3 separate regions of the Sus scrofa genome follow, and all the other regions are linked to region 1. The links are chromatin contacts, called in public Hi-C and HiChIP or PLAC-seq maps. All regions are on one chromosome and are shown on one strand. The core of a region is the stretch at or near the end of the contact, and the rest is flanking DNA. Distances in the headings are between cores, read along the strand shown.

Evidence for each region. A called contact is a pair of places that touch in the nucleus more often than the background predicts. HiChIP or PLAC-seq counts read pairs in DNA pulled down with a chosen protein or histone mark.
Region 2: a Hi-C map of embryonic fibroblasts shows a contact between it and region 1, with 1.9 times the contacts expected there. The contact joins two enhancer-like sites. A contact is called at or near these places in 12 of 47 Hi-C or Micro-C datasets (alveolar macrophages, embryonic fibroblasts, epiblast stem cells and 5 more) and 2 of 2 datasets of contacts at active chromatin or transcription factors (alveolar macrophages and skeletal muscle).
Region 3: an H3K27ac HiChIP or PLAC-seq map of alveolar macrophages shows a contact between it and region 1. The contact joins the promoter of JARID2 here to the enhancer-like site in region 1. A contact is called at or near these places in 2 of 5 promoter capture datasets (fetal liver and liver), 10 of 47 Hi-C or Micro-C datasets (alveolar macrophages, embryonic fibroblasts, fetal heart ventricle and 4 more) and 2 of 2 datasets of contacts at active chromatin or transcription factors (alveolar macrophages and skeletal muscle).

Annotation. Positions count from the first base shown.
Region 1 is chr7:11,533,495-11,536,454 of Sscrofa11.1, forward strand. The region is part of intron 4 of JARID2 (protein Jumonji); the gene reads left to right. Among named protein-coding and RNA genes, the nearest start is that of JARID2, 180 kb to the left of the region's middle. Within about 2 kb of position 1,352, at least 17 of the 83 cell types and tissues checked have an H3K27ac peak or open chromatin away from gene starts, as enhancers often do. A contact at or near this core is called in alveolar macrophages, embryonic fibroblasts, fetal liver and 1 more, where this site is marked.
Region 2 is chr7:11,375,021-11,377,975 of Sscrofa11.1, forward strand. All of the region lies in intron 2 of JARID2 (protein Jumonji), which reads left to right. Among named protein-coding and RNA genes, the nearest start is that of JARID2, 18 kb to the left of the region's middle. Within about 2 kb of position 1,486, at least 12 of the 83 cell types and tissues checked have an H3K27ac peak or open chromatin away from gene starts, as enhancers often do. A contact at or near this core is called in embryonic fibroblasts, where this site is marked.
Region 3 is chr7:11,356,570-11,359,577 of Sscrofa11.1, forward strand. JARID2 (protein Jumonji) reads left to right here and starts at 1,674. Exons shown (of 19, transcript XM_021100205.1): 1 at 1,674-1,808.

The DNA of each region.
Region 1 (2,960 bases), core at 102-2,601:
CCTGGCCGGTCTGGTTTGATGCAGCAATGCCATTTGGAAGGAGGTTTCTGCTTCCTGGTCTGACCTCGTGCAACCTCGAATGTTGGTAGAAATTCAGTGTCGCTTTTGGGTATGCTAGGTATTGTCAGAAAAGAAAGTGATTTCTCGGAGTTCCTGTTGTGGTGCAGCAGAAATGAATCCGACTAGGAACCATCAGGTTTCGGGTTCAGTCCCTGACCTTGCTTAGTGGGTTAAGGATTCGGCGTTGCCATGAGCTGTGGTGTGGGTCGAAGATGTGGCTTGGATCCCATGTGGGTGTGGTGTGGGCCAGCAGCTGTAGCTCTGGTTTGACCCCTAGCCTGGGAAACTCCATGTGCCGCAGGTGCGGTCCTAAAAAGCCACAACAACAACAAAGAGAGAGAGAGAAAATGATTTCTATGCCATGGCTTCTTTTGCCTCCTTTGAATTGATACAATTTCCAGTGTTTTTATTTAAACTTCTGTCCCCTGTTGTGTCTGCTGGATCTGTCATGGCAGCCTCCAGTGACGGTGAGCCTGGGCTGAGTCTTGAGTCTGGATGCTGCCTGAGCACCTGTTTTCCATTGGGAGAACGTCCCATTACTCCAGGATCACAAAGCACAGACAGTAAAAAGGAGGATGATGGCTCTTCCTGTATTCGTTAGTGATTAGCAGATTCTTTAATTATGATCATGTGTCCTCATCTCTTGGCAGTTGTCATAAAGACCTAGACCTCTTTGATAAACATTCAGGAAGAGACCCTGTGTGGACGTGAGCATCTCTGCCATGGGACAGACTCTCACTCAGCACTGGGTTGGTGGTAGCCTCATTAACACCCATATGTTGCAAATGACACGTGATTATGTTCAGCCTGCTAAAGAAGTTTCTGTCGGAGTCCTCCATGATTCTGAGTGAAGGAAGCATGTTAGAACATAGTGCCTTGCTTTAATTTTGCCTTTTCTTACTTTTCTGAGTGGTACTAAATCACTTTTGAGGGAGGGATGTATTTCAGAAAACAGTCCAGTGGATTTTAGCCCTAGGTATATTGTCAGCATATAAAATGTTGAATTGTGAGTTGCTGTTTATTTTCCATAAGCAGGCAGGGAACTTGAGTTGTTCCTTATTAGCAAAGGGTATTGCTAATAAAATTGTTCATCTCCTACTTGATGTAAACCGTGGCTGGTTTCTTAGCTGGTGTCAGATTTTAGCGCACTCCTAAAAATTGGTTAATGCTTAGACTTGTCATAAATGTGTGAAAGTCAGAATTCCCCCTTTTCTTCAGGGCCATCCCCAGACTGGTGACTGAAGACTCTCTACTGCCATCTATTGGTGCTTGTTGGCTACTTCATGGGATTTCCAGTGGGTGGGGAAATTGTCCAGAATCCCTTTTCTATTTGCCAGCCTTTAAATATTACAGTCCTTCCTGTCCTAGAGGCAGAGGATGTGAGAAGCTGAAGGAAGCCTACTCCGTATCTTTCAGGGACTCATTGGCCTTCTGAGCACTGCCTTTGTGCTTTGGTCTGTCCTGTGATGATGAAGTTTCGAATCTTACCCATTGTGCAACTCCGTGGAGAATGTTTCTGGTGGCAAAGCCCTATAGGATCGACTCCTCAGACTGCTTCCGATTCTGCTGGATTTTTTTTTTTTTTTTTTTTTAAATGAATGAGCTGTGCAGCATTGCAGGATGAACTTCTTGTTTTAACTTTTGTTAAAGAACGAAGGAAAATGTGGTTCTTGTCTCCCGGAGTCATTCACTTGTCCCAGCTGTCGTCTCTGCCAGGATTTGAGGAGTTCTCTGGCAGTGTGCAGCCGGGTATTGAGTAACCTAAAATTGAGAAACTGCTAGGGGTTTTGTTGAAATAGTATTTTTAAAAACAAAATTGGCAGCCCCATCTGAAGAGAGAATAGAAAGACAGATCAGCATTTCAACTGGCTCTTTGGGGCTTTTACAACTGAATGTACTTTTGATAATTTGTTCACACCTTGTAACTACAATAGTGTATTAGGAATTTCTTTGGCCAGATCCCGGCTGGATTAAGATTTTAAACTTCCATGTGTTGGCCCTCTGACTTGTGTTACCTTTTTTTTTTTTTTGCTGTAAGATACAGTTTTTGCTCAAGACCGCCCTGAACCCAGCAGTCTTTGTGGAGAAGAGCATTTGCAACTCCTAGATCCTGCAAATGGTTTGGAGTTGGAGTCCTGAAAAGAAGATTATGCTGCCTTGAGGTGCCAAAACTGGTGGCTTTCCACTGGTGTAAGCTATAGCACATATGACACTTGTGACTGACAGAACAAAAGGGCTTTGTTGCCGCTTTAATTGTTGATTAATGATGATCCGTCTCAAATTTGACATGGTTGCTTTCTAGAACACAAAAGAAGTCAATGTCAAATACTTCCTTGATCATGACAGAGTCAGGGTTTCCAGGCAGCCTTGGTTCTTTGACATTTCAGGATGCTGCATCAGACTTTAAAACAAAACAAAACCAAACCCCACATAATGGCACCATTTTATTAGCGGGATCAGAAGTGGTTCTGCATTTTACTTCTCATACCAGGTGTGTGGGTTCACCTCTAAACCCTGTTTGTCTGGGGAAGATGCAGCATGTGTCTTGCAGATATTTTGTGCTTTTGCTCTTCTCCTTTCTCTCTGATGCCTGCTTTCTGAGGGAGTGCAGTATTTGTGAGCCATTGGAATGTCTTGCGGGGGTGGTGATGGTGTTGGGGTTGCAGTGCTCGCCTTCTCCTTGGCGTTTTGGTGATGAGTATATTTCTAAGTGGTTCGGTTAGCCTTCCTCAGGATATCTCGGCGTTTTGAAGGAAGTTCAGGTGTTTTTTAAAATGAGTGATTTTAATCGGAAGGATTAGGTCCTAAGGAAGCAGCGTATAGATGATATTGTTGTTAGTCGTTTAAGGGAATTATGGAACAGCTTTTGGAATTGTGCCATCTTTTAAAAACATCTCTAT
Region 2 (2,955 bases), core at 236-2,735, 160 kb before region 1:
CGTCTTTACAAATGTTTTCAGATACTCATTCTGTATTGTAATCCTCAAAATGAAACTTCAGTGGAATCTGAAAGGTGGCTGGTGGAGGGAAAGGAAGGCTTGAAGTGAAGAATGCTCAAGCCTGATCGTCCCAGACTCTGCGCTCTGGGTGTATCTGGGCCACGAGCCAAGACTCCTGGTGCAAGAGGTTAGGGATACCTGTTTCTTTCTCCTGGACTGTCTGCTCCCCACTCTGCCCACCCCCCCACGTAAACATCATCATCTTAGTTCCACAGGAACTCCTCATACAAATGTGGGACTTGCAGAGCTTCCAGAAAAGCGCAGTCTCTTGTGCTTGTGATAAATCAGAGCTCTAATGATGTTATTAAAACGGGTTTTCTTTTGGCTCTGGTCAGCTAGAAAGCCTTTCTCGAGGTGGGGAGAAGGGGTCTGACTTGGAAATATCTGGAGCTGAAAAGTGGTGGGTTTTTCTCCTCTTTCCAAATTCTCCTCCCTGCTCCAATTAAATAACGCCCTTGCTCCCCCAACATTGACTAGGTCAAAATGAAACACATTTTCTACGCTAGAATTAGCCTTTTTCTTTTCCTTCTAACATGAGACTTGCTGAAGTTGTCATGTTATTTCCTTCCAGAATTTATAGGAGCAGGAGGCAAAGCCTCTTGGGAGTATAAATAATGATGATTATAAAGAACAGTCAGTTTACCAAGGAAGGCCATTATCTTTGACTTGCAAAAGCTTTACAGCAGAACATTGTTTGCTTACAGTGGTTTAATACAAATGAAGACCTTAATGGTACCTATTGTAAGAGGAGTCCTTTTCCTCTGTTTGTGTACACGGAGGGCATTGCAATTAAGAACAGAACACCTTAGCAGGCCTAAGTGCTTGTTTCTCCAGGCAGGCGTTATATGAGGCCCAGGGGAGGCCTGGGATGGTGGTTCATGGTGGTTTTTTCCCCCCACCGTCTATGGCACAGACTCCTTCCTGTTGAGTGGTTTTGAGAAGATTTCTAAGGCTGATAAGTGATACCAAGTGTACTTTTGGAGTCCCTCCTCCAACTGCTTCCCACCCAATTTACAAATCCAAAGATGGTTTTAAGACTAATTTAAGGGACTTGTCTTGAGTAGGCACTGACATTGGATAAATATATTTAAGTGGTAGGCTGTCATGTTCTTAATTAAAGCCCACAACATATCTGCAGGGGGATGGGAATCCTACCGTTGCAGTTTTTATTTTTTGGGAGATTTAAGTTACTTCTTATTCCACTTTGCAGTCTAGCTACAGTGTGTGTGTGTGTGTGTGTGTGTGTGTGTGTGTGTGTATGTGTGTATTCTTGGCATACGCTACTGTCCTTGGCTGCTGTATCTTTAGCAAAGTGTCAGCCCCTTTTAGCCTTTCTTTTTAAAAAACTCTCTTATATCCCCAGCTTATTCCAGTTCTTTTGGCAGTTCTTCAACTATGTTTCTCTTGGCGTTCCACTGGTGGTTCAAGGCGAAAGGCATGCTAGGCATCTCAGTCTTCCCTGAGTGATTTTGGATGCGAATGTGGTTTTTTTCCCCCGTAACAGTTCCGTGGTTTTTAGTATATTCGGAGTTGTGCAGCTTTCACCACGATCAATTTTAGAACCTTTTCATCACCCCGAAAAGAAACTCCATACCCATTGGCAGTCACTCCACGTCTCACCCCAGTTTTTCCAGTCTCTGGCAACCACTCATCTACTTTGTATCTCTGAATTTGCCTATTCTGGACGTGTTCATTAGAAGTCAGTTCCTTTTTATGGCCAAATAGTATTTCATCGGATGAAGATACCACATTTTGCTCACCCATCGGCTGATGGGCATTTGGGTTGTTGCCACCTTTTGGCTCTTGTGAATAGTGCTGCTGTGAGCATTTGTGTCCAGGTCTTGTGTGGGGCTGCTGCTGGCATTTCTCTTGGAACACCTCAGTTAGACAGTCTTGCACATCTAGATTATTGCTCTGCTTATTTACTGCTCTTTGACTTACCTGCTAAGCTTTTGGCCTGCATCCCTGAACCTTCTGAGTTCTGTTCAGTGCTGCCCAGGGCCCTCTCCGGCCTTGCCCTTGGGGGCAGGACACTCGTTTTCCCTGACTGCCGCCGTGCCTGGGTTGCCAACAGGGGGCTTATTTCCTCAACCTCATTGCAGGCTCTACACGCTGTTGGCACAGGCTCAGCGTGCTTTGGCATGAGAAGGTAGTAGGGCTTGGGGTGTCACCATGGGGTGATTGGCTTTTAGTGGGTGCTCAGATGTTTTGGATTGAGGGCTCTCAGGTACATCTGCACAGCCTCTACCTCTTAGAGTTTGGGAGAGTTGAGTGAGTTAAAAACCTGGCCTCAGAGCAGAGAAGGACCGGGGAACTGTTTTCCTGACTTACCGTTGGTTTTGACTGTCGTGGTTACCAGGGTAGACCTTGTTTGGCAGAAGACTGGGGAGTGGAACCACTGTATGCCCAGAAATCCTGCTTGATTTTCCTGCTCCTTCCAAGCCTGTGACCTAAATGAAAAATACCTGAGAGATCAAAAAAGGCCCTCAGAATAAACTCATTTAAGAAATGGGTGTTCTTTTCAGCAAGAGGGTACGTATGGTACCATGTTTTCTTTTGCCACTTCTGAGTCTTTTCCAGATTTGTGTTGCCCAGGTCAGGGTGAAATTATTGAGATCAGTCTGCTGTTTGAATTGGGCACTTTTTGCTCATTTTTGAGTGTTTATAGGAAGCATGAGGTGATAGAGGTGGCATGAGGGGGACCCTTCCCGTGACCTGAGGGTGCTGGAAGCGTTTGGAGGCATGGACAGTGCCGGTGCTGGTTTTCTGGGAGTGCCTTTCCTCAGGTTCCTGGTGGTAGGAGGCCAAAGACCAGAGTGTTAGCATTTGGGGATCTTAGTTATTATGCAGTGGTCAAGTTCAGTGTCAAAAAATGTTCCTTAGTAACGGTATCAA
Region 3 (3,008 bases), core at 424-2,923, 180 kb before region 1:
GTTGTTTTTTTTAAATCTCAGGAATTTTTTTTGGTTGCACCCACTGCATACATAAGTTTCTGGGCCAAGGATTGAACTCACTCCAATGCCAGATCCTTAATCTGATAGGCCACCAGGGAACTCCTCTCTTGATTTTTTTTTTCCATGCTGGAAAGTTGTGGCTTATCTCAAGCTGCTGAACTCCTACTCATCCTTCAAAACTCCTCATTCCTGATCACCTCAGCTATGTATTCCCTTTAACACCTTTTCCATGGTGCAAATACAGCCCTGTTTACAGCTATCATGATTGATTCCAGAGTCTGCCTTTTCTACTCCGTGTTTCTTCACAAAGGACTTTGGCCTCTCTTGCTGTGTCCTCATGGATGAGGCCACTGCTGGCATATAAGTCCTGCGGAAGCCCTGTACCTAGAAATGTGTTCCCCCACCCTGAGACCTGAAGAGGTCAAGATAAGAGCTGGGAGGTGTTAAAATCATCAGCACAGAGAGTGAATCAGATTAATAGAAAATGAAAAAGAGGAGGAAAAAGACAGGAAAGGTAATACACGGTCTTGCCAAGATGGCAGGGAAAGGAAGCTCATCAGGAGACAGCTACTTCCACAACAGGAAAGGCTTTCAACTGCTAAAAGAGCCAATCTATTTCCCTTTTCAGGGAACACAACACTAATGTTATCCAAATCTTTTGGGAAGGAGCAATTCCTTCCTTTCCCTTTCAAGCTGAAACTGGGATGGTTTTTCAAATGTGGTGACCTGGAGTTGGTAGCCCAGCAGGGGAGTTGACAGGCCCAGGACCGGAGCAGTCCAGCCTTAGGGAGTGGCTGAGGGAACCTAGAAGAAACCCACCTTTGTTCTTTAATATTTTGCCTGGGGAAGGACAGATCCGACATTAAACCTCCTGAAAGCTGGTTAAAACCCTAAGAGTGTGGAGAAGTGGAGACTGCCAATATATGGGTCATAATGATCAGAAAGTCTTTTGAAACCACCTCCTTGTAACCTAACCATAAAGTCACTTGGGTGGCCAATAAGGAAAAGTGGAGTCTGTTCTATTGGTCCCCTCCTCAGCAAACAGCATCGGCCAAGTTTTGCCAAAGGAAGGCACAGAAGGTCATTTATTTTTCTGAATGTGAAATGAACCTATGACAAATTGTTTCAATTTAGAAAGCAGATTTTTTAAAAGGTAAAGTAATAATGAAACAATTTTAAAGCAGCATTTTATTTCATTTACCGAAAACTTTCAGTAAAATGGTTCTTAGCTGGGTTAACGTAATTATTATATAATCCACCCCACAATGCTTATTGATCGCTAATTTGCAGATGAGGAAACTGACCAGCTCAGAGAGGCCATCTAGCTTTCGGGAAGGGGCAGGGGTGATCTGAAACCCGGTCTCTCACCTCCAGTTTCTGAGACCTTCTTAGACACTGGGTTCTCTTTTCGAACATTGCTGTAGACAAAACCTCACAACTGTGATACTTTAGAGGTAAGGCGAATCCAAGGAATGAGAACTGAATGTTACGGGGAATGAATGTGAGGGCGCAGTCATCCCACTTTTCATTTCTTTAAAGGACTGCCTGGGAGAGGCTCATTTTAAACACTACTTCTGGAAAACCACGGTGAAAACGAGGAAATTGACAACGCAGAATGGCTAAGAGCGACTTGGCAAAGTTGTTCAGAAAGCAAAGGCCATAAGAGAGACACGAGGGCCTCCGGCTTCGTTTCCAGCAACGATGAGGTCGGCACCACAAGCCAGAGGCAGGTAGAAGGCAGGCTCTCGCCCGGCTGCCGCGGTTGATACTCCCGATGCTTCCTCGCGGTGAGCACGTCTGTGGGGCTCGGGGTCCGTACGCCACCGGTCTCCCCCTCGTTTTCCTCTCGCTCACAGGCGCAAAAGACGCCGGGACCAGCCGGGACCCAGCGCGATCTCCTCAAAGTCGGGGGGTCTTTCGTAGGAGCCGGCGACGAGGGGCTTCCCTTTTGGCCCCCCTGCCCGCACCCCCGACGTCGACCTCGCGCGCCGGGAGGTGGCCTTTCCGAGCGTGGGGGCGCGTGCGGCCGCGGGGCGCGTGCAGAGGTGACCTCAGGGTCCCCCGAGCCCGACCGCGGCACGCTCCGTGCGAAAACGCGAGGCGGTGTCCTGAGGTGACACCGGCTGCGCCGCCGAGGCAGCAGGCGCCGCCGATCAACTAGTTCGCACCGAGGATTCCTCTTGGTGCGTGGCCCAGTTTTCCTTAGGACGGGCTCCAACCCCTCGCTGCCACCGCCCCCCGCGCCGCCCCGCTCCGAGGCCTTCCCCGGAGACGCCGCGCGTCCCTCCCCCGCCGCTCGGCGCGGGCCGGCGCGCGCGCGCGCGCGCGATTCCTCGATTCCACAGGCGGTTCGCGCCGTGGGTGGGGGCGGGGCGTGCGGGGAGGGGGGCGGCCGCCGCGGGGGGAGGGGGGCCGTGGCCGGGAACCTGGGGGCGGGGGCGGGCCGGCGTGGGGAGTTCCTCGCTCGCGGACCACACGCTCCGCGGGCCAATCCCGAGCCAGCCTCTCGCAGTGTCACACGCGGGACACGTCCAAGCGTTTGTTGGCAGAGCCTGCGATGGGGAGGGGGAGGGGGCGGGGAGGAGGGAGGGGGGTTTGAGTGACAGGCTTGCGGGGCAGGCTGGGAATTGTAGTTCTCAGCTCCCGTGGCCATAGCCATTTTGTAGTCGGGAGACTACAACTTCCAGAAGATCGAGGGGACCATTCTAAGGTGCCCCGGGAATAGGCGGCTCTCCCCGGGGCCGGGCGTTCTGGGGCACTGGCACCCAGCAGCCCGGCTGCAGGTAGACAAGAGGGCAATGGCGGGGGTTAGCGTGCGGCGGCTGTGGGGTGAGCGGCAAGCTGGGGAAAGGGGGTGAGGTGGAGCGACCGAGCGTGCCATGCATTGAGCTAGGGAGCCTCTCTCAATTCCACTCCTAGGCTTGGCGTGGGAGCGATTCTTGAGGGGTAGCCTGGGCAAGGTTCGTCGAGGCCTCTTGGATGTCTGG